3 separate regions of the Ovis aries genome follow, and regions 1 and 3 are each linked to region 2. Evidence: chromatin contacts called from public Hi-C data. All regions are on one chromosome and are shown on one strand. Each heading gives the region's core, a stretch centred on a gene start, on an enhancer-like site or on the middle of the called end of the contact. The rest is flanking DNA. Distances are from core to core; before and after follow the strand shown.

Region 1 (3,534 bases), core at 510-3,009, 550 kb before region 2:
CCTCTCCAGCTTCCTTTTCCGGCACTTGGAAGCAGCGATGCGGTTCCTCATGCGCTTCCTCTCCGCCTTGATCCGCTCCTGGGACTCCATGTCGATGGGGGACAGGGGCGGCGTTTCCCCGGGCATCTCGGGCACCGTCTGCGGCTCTTCCTTCAGGGCCTGCAGCCGCGGGTGCTGCACGGGTATCTGCTGGGGCAGGTGGTGCGGCGGCTGCGGTGGTTGCTGCTGCTGCTGCTGGGGCTGCGCGGGAAAGGCCAGGCCAGCCGCGCCGTAGGAGGGCGCCCCGCCGCCGCTGCTCAGCGCGCCGGGGTTGAAGTTGCTGAGGTTGGCGTAGACCGGCGGCTCGCTGTGCAGGCTGGCGCTGAAGCCGCCGCTGCCGCTGCCGCCCGCCACCGAGGCCACCGCCGGGGCCACCAGGCCCGCCCCGCTGACCGGCTGCGCCGCCGACGTGACGCTGGGCAGCGTGTTCTGGCTGTGCAGTTCGGCCAGGGCGCGCACGAAGCCCTCGGCGAATCCCTCCTGCTCGTCCGTCACGTTCTTGGGGCACAGGAACTGGGTGGGGGTCGGCGTGGTGGTGATATGCCCGTTGCTGGACTGTATGATCAGGCGCTCCAGCTCGGGCGACGCCAGCTTGAGCAGCCCAACGTCGGGCGAGGTGAGGAGGTCGGAGTTCTTGGCCCGGAGGTGCGGCTTCAGGCTGCCCACCGGGTCGGCCAGATTCAGGGTCATGCTCTGCTTCAGAATCTTGGGGTTACTGTAGCCGTAGGCGCCGCTCTCAGACTGGAGGAACGAGGCGTTGAGGGCATCGTCGTAGAAGGTCGTTTCCATCTTTGCAGTCATAGAACAGTCCGTCACTTCGCGTGGGCTTAGTTTAAGCTGCGCGCAGAAGTTTCGGGGCCGCAACAGCGCGCTGGCAAGCGGGGGACACCCGCGCCTCCCCGGGCAGTGAGCAAGGAAAGTTTCTGGAAGAGCGCGCGCCCCCGCCGGCTGGCAGCCCCCGCCCCCGGCGCCCTCCTCACCAGCTCGGTCCGGGGGATCGCAGGGTTAAGACGCCGCCCGCGCTCTTACTTGTCCGCTCGCGCGCGCCGCCCGGCTTTGAAAAGTCGCGGTCACTCACGGAGCTCTCTCGAGCGCAGCGGTTCCTCAGAGCCCGCGGACGAACTCGCTTCCCGGTGATAGCAGGGAGCGCGGACCCCGCGTTTGCCTGCCGGCGGCGGGTGTCCGCCGCCCCGACTCGGAAGACTGTCCCCTCCTCCGCTGAGAGGGGGAGGGGGCGCCCGGCAGCCGCGGCTCGCGCTCGCCCAAGTTCAGCAACCGGTGCGAGCGAAGCGGAGCGCACGTCCTCCTCTCTCCGCCGCCTCTTTTTCTTCACCGCCGCCGCGGCAGCTTCGGGCGGAGGCAAGATTTGCAAAAGTTCGTTCCGGGACCCGGCGGCCACTTGTCTCCTGTCTTCCTGGCCGGGAAAGTTCTTGCCGCTGCAGCCGCTCTCCGGACTTCCCCGGGCGGACAGTGGCCGCTCTCCGCGCTGTCAGCAGCGCCCGCGCAGCGGGGCTCTCCGCCTGGGGGCGGCTGGCGAAGGGGCTCTCCCGGCGCTCCCCAAAACACCAGGCCGGGAGCCACAAGCGCTAGCTCCGGGCAGTTGGAGAGAAATTGGAAAATAGGATTTGCTGTCCTTCTCGACTGACTGTGCCTGTCTGCCTGCCTGCGTCCGCGCACCTCCACTCCCGCCTCGCAGCTTCAGCCACACTCAGTGCAACTCTGAGCCCTTATCCAGCCGGAGCGCAACACTTATCTGCTACCAGTCAACCCCTAAAAATAGCCCATGATGTCACCCCAAGGCCTTCCCATTGGCTCGCGTCGCTCTCAGGGGGGCGGGCCCACCCGTCGCCATGGAGACCCCACCCTAGAAGATTCTTCTCTGGGCCCGCGGAGGCTCACGGGATGAGGTAATGCTCCGTTGCCCTCCTACAGTTGGGCCCTTCTTTCTCCTCCTCCCCCCAACCCGCTCCGCGCGACTCGCGCCCCTCTCTTCCCCCTCCCTCCCCGACGCGTCTTTCCCGGCCCGCCCGGTGCATTGTGGGCTGACGTCTTGGGGTTTGACTGTCTAGTGACGGTGGCTGCCGCGAGCCGGGCGGACTCCGGCGCTCCCAGCCTCTGAGGGAAGTGGGCTGAAGTTTAGGGCTCGGATGGGAATGCCAGGGATGCTAGGACCCAGGAGGCCAGGGGAACCGAGCCAGGTGTCTGGGGCCGAGGGCGCGGGGCGGGTGGTATTTCCCCACTTGGGGGTTCGATGTCACCCGCGGGCACTTCGCCGCCGCTCGGGGCGGGCCGGGCCCGTTGAGCGCCTGGGTTCCTGGCCCCCCCGCACTTCCGGGGGGCGGGAGCACCGCCCTTAAGGTGGCTCTGTTAAGTCCCCTGTGGGGGCGAGTGAAAGTGGCTTTTAAATTTGGGGGCAGTTCGTGAGAGTCGGCCCCCCACGTTGAGAATGCCCTGAAGTTTGTCTCCTGGTCAAGTTCAGTAGCGACTGTCTGGCTCTGTCTGGAAGTCCAGTGATTTGCATTGCTTGAAACTGGGTGTTCGGCTAAGTCCCCTCCGCACTCCCACCTCACCCTCCCGACCGTGGGAGAAAGGGTGCGGGGGTTCGCATCTTTGCCTCGGAAAGGTTTCTTACAGGAGGTGGATTTAAGGGGCAACTCGGCGTCTAGTTTGAACGAGCGTTTGGAGAATCCGAAACTCGGGGAACCCCGGTGATAGTCTACTCTCCGCCCCCGCACAACATGCATAGACACACCGCACATCACATGTACACACAAACACACACACACGCACACGCCACTCCTCCCGCCCCGATTTGCTTCCGGGAAAACAAGTCCGAGAGCAGCAGACACTTGCCAAAAGTCACGCAGCGAGTGAGTAGAATAAAGATTTAAAATTTCTCCGCTCCCGGCTGGGGGGTGGGCCCATATCCTGTGTAGCCTCTAGGAAGCGCTAGACCCATGTAAGTGGTTCCTTTTCAGTGGTGGTTATTCTTCTCCTCCCCCAACCCCGCGCCCCTTAGGGACGAAAGTGTACGGTGGAAAGAATACCGAAGTCTGGAGTCGTGGGTTCTCTCCTGGCCAACGCTGCCGCAATGTGAAGGGAGCGAATCAGAGAACTTCCCTGAGTTTCTTCATCTGCAAGTGGGGCTGGTGAGACCCACCTCATAGGCCTGGCTTAGTGTAGAGTCATTGTCTCCAGGGCTAGGAGGTGGTCACCAACAGCCCCCTTCCCTGCCCTTGGTCAGAGCTTCCGGAGCGTCCATGGAATGCCAGGATATGAGTGTGACTTGGCAGGAACAGGTGGATTTAACCTGTGAGGAGGGTGAGGGAGGAAAGGGTCAGAACTCAGCTCCTTCCAGGGTTTTCTCCAGGACCGTGGTTTGACGTTGGACCTGCAGCAGTTTATGTCCCTAGGTCCTAATTCTGGCTTTTCAGCTTCTGAGCTTGCATAGCCCGGAGCTTTAAGGTATTTGTGGCTTTGAGAGTTGAGATTCAG
Region 2 (3,070 bases), core at 430-2,929:
TGTCCCCCCTTAGCTGCATAAAGAATGCAGACAGGGAACCTCTTCCAAGAAGCGATCATAGATAAGTATAGTATGAACTAGGTATGGGAGACTGGGAGAAACCTGGAAAGGTTTTTTTTTTTCCCCTAATTCTGTTCTGTGTCCTATTGTCTCTGTGTATCCAGAAAACATTTGTTTACCAAACATTTTCCTTTCCATCTTCATGTAAACTGCCTTCCTCCCTTCTGAAAACTCAAACCACTACTCCCAACATCGTTGTCTTTTTTTTTTTTTTTTTTTAATCTTTAGTTAAGGATGGTTTTTCAGTTACTCAGTTTTACTGGGTCTTTCCCATGTACACATGTGATTAAACTTTCATTCGGTTTTCTCCCATTGATCTGTAAATTCAATTCTTAGACCAGCCAGAAGAACCTAGAGGGGTAGAAAAGAACGTTCTCCTGACAACAACAATCCAGGAGCCCTAGGAACTGATCACATGGCCTTAGCCTCACTGAGCCAGTATCCTCACCTGTAAGACCAAGAGAAGAACATGTATTTGGGGTAGTTACGAGGAGAGCAGAGTGACTATCACACACATGGCACACACTCCAGTTCAGTGAAAGCACAGTGATTACCTAGGCTTACCTCTCAGAGCTGGTGTGTCCTTCGACAATCACTTCCTTTTACTGTGCCTTCATCTCCTTTTCTAGGAAGATAAAGAATTTAGACTTGATAAATTACCTTCCAAATGCCAGTCCCATCAGCCTGGGAGCCTGACTTTTTAAAAGATATGGCTCAGGTTTAAGCTAAGTTTGTGGAATCTTCCCTCCTATTACTTACTGGGTGTCTCAAAACAAGCTAAAAAACCTTTCAGACTCCCTGCATCTGTAAACTAGGGACAACTAGGACCTAGCTAACTGGAAATGTAAGGATAGTGAAGATTAAATGAGATAGGTGTATCCAGGACCCACCAGACTAATTTCCTTAAAGGCTGGGACCCATTTGTAGATTTACAAACTGTGACACTTCTTCTCATGGTTGCTCACAAAATTAGATGAGTAAATTTAAATAAAGTATCAGGAATAGGATCTGGCACAAACTAAAAACATTTGATAAATATTATTAGAAGGGCTTCCCTCTTAGTTCAGTCGGTAAAGAATCTGCCTGTAATGCAGGAGACCCAGGCTCGATTCCTGGGTCAGGAAGATGCCCTGGCGAAGGATATGGCAACCTACTCTAGTATTCTTGCCTGGGAGAATCCCATGGACAGAGGAGCCTGGCAGGCCACAGTCCATGGGGTCGCAAGAGTCGAACACGACTTAGCGACTAAACCACCACCACTTTATTTTAGCAACTGTCTGCACGAGTCCTGGTGTTCAGCGCATTGTTGAAACGCAAAGTTACAGGATACACGCTGGACACATATACCCACCAGGGGCTATGGAAAGCTTGCGTGGATAAACTCTGCTAGAAGAGCCTGCAGAGTAGGAAACTCGCGGCCTGAGAGGACAGAGCCCACTTCAGGCCTTAAGTCCCCGAGAGGGTGCAAAAACCTGTTAAAACAGGTCCCCACGACTCGCGGGGCCGTAGGACCGCAGGAGCAGGCGGGGGCCAATCCCCAGCCCGGTTCAAAGGGCCAATCGCGGCACGCTTTACAAGGGCCCCGGCCGGAGGGGGCGGGGCCGCGCGCGGGGCGGGGCGGAGCCTCAGCCGCCCCCGTGGACCAACCAGTCCAGGCCCGGTGGGGCCCCGCTCGGCAACCTGCAGAGCCCTGATAGCTAAAATGTAATTTCAGATTGGACAAGTAAGTGACCCTCCTCTCAGTCCCACGTGTGTACCAGGGCCTTTACAGAAACGCAGGCTCGCAGCGCGAACGTTCTCCAACCGGAGAGCGTATCTGGCCCAAGCCTCCCTCCCCTTGCCCGCAGTCACCGCCTCCTCTTCCTCCTCTGACTGCCTGAGTCTTAAACGCCAGCGCCAGCCGGGCCCTTCGCCTCCGAGATCTTGTTGAGTCCCCTGTGTACACTCCTGGGTGAGGCGTCCGGCCCCTCAAGAGACGGGTGGGCTTTACTGCATTTCCCCAAGCTGCCTAAGATGTCTGGAACCCTTGGTCCTCTGCAGTCACTATCCAGTTAATTATGTGAATTTCCTCGCTTTCCCTTCATCCCCCCAGGGTCCTCTATCACCTTATTTCAGGATGTTTCTTGGTAAAGAATCCGCCAGCAATGTGGGAGACCGAGGTTCGATCCCTGGGTTGGAAAGATCCCCTGGAGAAGGGAAAGGCTACTCACTCTCGTATTCTGGCCTGGAGAATTCCATGGACTCTATAGTCCATGGGGTCGCAAAGAGTCGGAAACGACTGAGCACCTGTCACCTAGGCATTTTTGAGCCTTTTACTTTCAATCTGGCTACTGTAAGGCATTTAAGACCTGTGTTGCTTGTAGCTTTCAACACTTTCAGCAACTTGTGATAATATTTGAAGCGCAGTTTAGATAGTATAATGCTCTTTGGCTACAGTTATCCTGGGTAGAAACGGCCTAGGAGTATCTTTCCATTTTTATTAATGACCTTTCATTTTAAGAACAAGATGCAAAATGGTGAATTTCTCTAATCCTTGACTATATTCCACCAAAGCACTTTTCATGTCTTAACATTTGTCTCTAAAGAGTCTCTGATTTGTCTCTAAAGAGTCAAGTCATTTACAAAATATTGAAAAGCAGTCATCATTAGATTAATTTTTAAAATACTGTATTAGGGGAAGGAAGTGATGATGCTTTTGAATTGCCGAGCAGTGAGAAGGCAAGCTGCCTTTTAGTTTCTGGCTGGTGTATAGAGGGTAGAGTTCTGTTTTATTTTGCTTGCTTTCCCCCTCTTCCCTGTAATCCACCAAATGTGCATCCTGAAGTTGTACTTCTTAAATTGCCAGCTGGGTCTTCCAGCCTTCTGACTGCCTCCTGGTCTTCTGGGAGTTTCCTGTTAATGAGGTCCTGTCCTTTGCTTTTGACCTTGTGGCCACTGGCCTGACTCTTGGAGGGATCAGCTAAGGAGGACTTCCTGGTGGCAGGCTGAGAAAACTCTTTATTAAGGATGA
Region 3 (3,167 bases), core at 256-2,755, 550 kb after region 2:
CTACAAATACAACCTCCCCCGACCCCAACCCCCCCACCCCAGGTGCAGCAATGTGTAAAATAACCATTGTACCAGGTTTCATCCCATTTACAGTGGAGTGTAAGAGACCATTAAAAAAGTAAATCCAAATAAATATATAGTATATCTTGGATTAAGGGCTCTAAAGAGAAAAGAACAGTTTCAATGGAAGGACAAATATGAATGATTGATGAATGAAAGGAAAATGACCCCAACTGCCAACTTAAAATCTGTCTCATCTCATCTCTTTGTAAATAATTATTATTGGTATTATTTTAACTATCACAACTGCTGCCATTTCTTGAGTATCCACCAGATTCCAAGCTCTGTGCTAGTACCTTCCTATTTAGTGCATCAAATTCTCAAAAGAACCTTGCTGTTTAGACCTTCTTATCCCTTAATGGCAACCCACTCCAGTGTTCTTGCCTGGAGAATCCCAGGGACAGGGGAGCCTGGTGGGCTGCCTTCTATGGGATCGCACAGAGTCGGACATGACTGAAGCGACTTAGCAGCAGTAGCAGCAGCATCCCTTATTCCAGATGAAAAAGGAAGGCCCAAGGAAAGTAATTAACTTGTCCATGATCACAGTCAGTAAATGGGACAAATGCAAGTTGGTCTGACAGAGACTCTGCATTGAGCAAAAGGGAAAACATTCCAAAGATTATCATCAGGGATCCAACAGGGAGTCGCTGACTGAGGAACACTATATCCTACCTTATTGCAAATGATCAATTATGTTAGCGGAGAGGAAGGAAAAAAAGAGAAAAATCTGTGTTCAAGAGTGAGAGGGAAAGGGAGGAAGATAGTATTCTTGAATTGGTCATCTTATCAGCCTCACAATAATAAGCCATCACCATGGGAACAAGAACTCTAATTAATGACAGATGTTGAGTCACTTTATAAACCACACCATCTGAATGCCGAGCTGGTGCTGTAACCCTGTCTCCCCTTTCGCAGCTGGGAGCATGCTATGGTCTTGTTGGAGAGACCCATCTTCCATGGGTGGAGCAAACTCTGGACTTGGCATCAGAAGACTTGCATCTGAGCCTCAAATCTGCCCTTTCTGAGTTCTTTTGCCTTGAACAATAAGCTCACCAAAAGTGAGAGGTGGCTATCATTAATTTTGTCATTATTATTGCTACCACTAGTAGTAGCTTTCTGGGACTCTAGATCTACAAAGTGCAATGCAACATCATCTCATCAGTTACCACACTGACAGCAAATGTCTGGCACAGACAGTGTGCTGTGTTATTTAACCTTGGTGATGCTGATGCTGGAGAAGAAAAGAAGGAAAGGGAAAGAGGAAGAAAAGCAGTTGCAGTGATGTGCAGTGATGTACGTGTGTAGAACTATGAAAGCTCTGAGGTGTGATACAAATGAGGGCATTCTACTCATTGTCAAAATATTTTTGGTTAGTTCCTGGGCTGGTAGCCCATTCCTGTGTTCAGTTTTGTCAAAGGTTCTATTGTCTCTGTTCCCTTTTTGTCCAGCCCCGTGTACATGTCTCTCCTCCTTCCGGCTGTGCTGTTTCGCTGGGGGAAGGACAACCAAGACAAAGAATTCACAGAAATCATGAGAAAAATTTACTCAGAGCCCAAGTTCTCAATAGGCCAGGATTTCCCATAGACTTTTCTTTTGGACATTAGAAGATATTCCTGGAAATAATTCCTTTGGAAAACACTACATTCAAGTTAACTAGGTATCTTTATAGTAAGACTTTGCATAAGAGTTTAATATATTAACATGCCTTGTGAATCTCCTAGGTTGTGGAGGCATTTAGAATACAGACTTTCCTAAATTTACTTGACCAAAAAATTAGTTTTTCATGGAGCATTTTACTTTGCTAAAGGACCAAACATTGAAAAGTGCTGCTGTAAACCCAGAGTCAAGACCATCAAGTGTACAAGTAGTACCAGATAACAGGGTTGAAAAATCCCACCAACCTTCCCATCATTCATGTGTCCATTTTACAAATTAAAAGGGCACCAATCCTGTATGTCCTTCCCTAGTGAAGGACAGGGAAGCTTGTGTGCTGTAGTCCATGGAGTCGCAAAGAGTCAGACACAGCTGAGCGAGTGAATAACAATGCTATATTTGGCAGTAACTTCATGCTGGATGGTGGAGAAGTGACAAGATCCATATATTTCCACTCTTACCACCTTGGAGCTCTTGTGAGCATTTTGGGGTGATAGAGAAATTGCCTGGCAATAGAGATGCAGGTGAAGGGTGGAAAGCAAGGGTGCTGTGGTAACAAGGACAGGGGCTTCTTATTCCTACTTCATACGTCAAGAGGAGTTTCCCAGAGGAAGGAACTTCTAACCTGAGATCCAAAGAACAGGAAGAACAATAGGTAACACATTGTCAATGCACTTTCCCAGGTGTTAGCAATCCTCTGGGTCAGACACAGTGAGAGTGGGGACAGGAAAGATGAGAGGAACGTGAACCAGCACATTGCTTTGGGTCTGTTGGTTCAAACTGGAATGAGTTATTAAACTCCATGGATTCAAGTGTCCAGGAGCCATAAATGGATACAAAATAGAATAACATGGCTTCTCCCCAAATGCACAGGTATTGGTAGCACCCAGGATTAAACTTAGGTGGCTTGTGGACACTCTTTTTATAATAGATATATATTTAAGTTAACATATACTAGAAAAAGGTAACCAGAATCATACCTATGTTTTCATAGATATTTTTGCCTAGAACAAGGCAATTTGAAAAAAGAGAAAAAAGAATTCGTTCAGAATTTAAAAGAAAATATTATACTAATATAATACTACACATGATACTTGAACATGGAAACAATTATGAAGATGGTATGTGAATAACTAAAATTTGTGAAGCAATAAAGTAACATGTGTGAAAGTGTCTCATGCATAGAAAGTGAAAGAAGTATTAGTTGCTCAATCGTCTCCAACTCTTTGTGGCCCCATGAACTATAACCTGCCAGGCTCCTCTGTCCATGGAATTCTCCAGGCAAGAATACTGGAGTGGGTTGCCATTCCCTTCTCCAGGGCCTCTTCTGAACCCAGGCGCTGAACCCAGGTGTCCTGCATTGCAGGCATATTCTTTACTGTCTGAGCCACCAGGGAAGCCTCATGCATAGAAGGCCCCAATAAATGCTTCCTTTCTTTCTGATTCACTGGGCC

What was found. A called contact is a pair of places that touch in the nucleus more often than the background predicts.
Region 1: a Hi-C map of muscle shows a contact between it and region 2, with 3 times the contacts expected there. The contact joins the promoter of JUN here to the promoter of FGGY in region 2. A contact is called at or near these places in 6 of 16 Hi-C or Micro-C datasets (blood, hypothalamus, liver and 2 more).
Region 3: a contact with region 2 is called in a Hi-C map of hypothalamus, with 3 times the contacts expected there. The contact joins the enhancer-like site here to the promoter of FGGY in region 2. A contact is called at or near these places in 4 of 16 Hi-C or Micro-C datasets (hypothalamus, muscle, omental adipose tissue and 1 more).

The regions. Positions count from the first base shown.
Region 1 is chr1:33,494,904-33,498,437 of ARS-UI_Ramb_v3.0, forward strand. It overlaps JUN (Jun proto-oncogene, AP-1 transcription factor subunit), which reads right to left and starts at 1,760. Exons shown (of 1, transcript XM_004002020.5): 1 at 1-1,760. The coding sequence starts at 840. It overlaps LOC106990843 (a long non-coding RNA gene), which reads left to right and starts at 2,854. Exons shown (of 3, transcript XR_001433726.4): 1 at 2,854-2,909.
Region 2 is chr1:34,045,256-34,048,325 of ARS-UI_Ramb_v3.0, forward strand. FGGY (FGGY carbohydrate kinase domain containing) reads left to right here and starts at 1,680. Exons shown (of 15, transcript XM_060409825.1): 1 at 1,680-2,011.
Region 3 is chr1:34,600,291-34,603,457 of ARS-UI_Ramb_v3.0, forward strand. The region is part of intron 13 of FGGY (FGGY carbohydrate kinase domain containing); the gene reads left to right. Among named protein-coding and RNA genes, the nearest start is that of HOOK1, 120 kb to the right of the region's middle. Within about 2 kb of position 1,506, at least 14 of the 54 cell types and tissues checked have an H3K27ac peak or open chromatin away from gene starts, as enhancers often do. A contact at or near this core is called in hypothalamus, where this site is marked.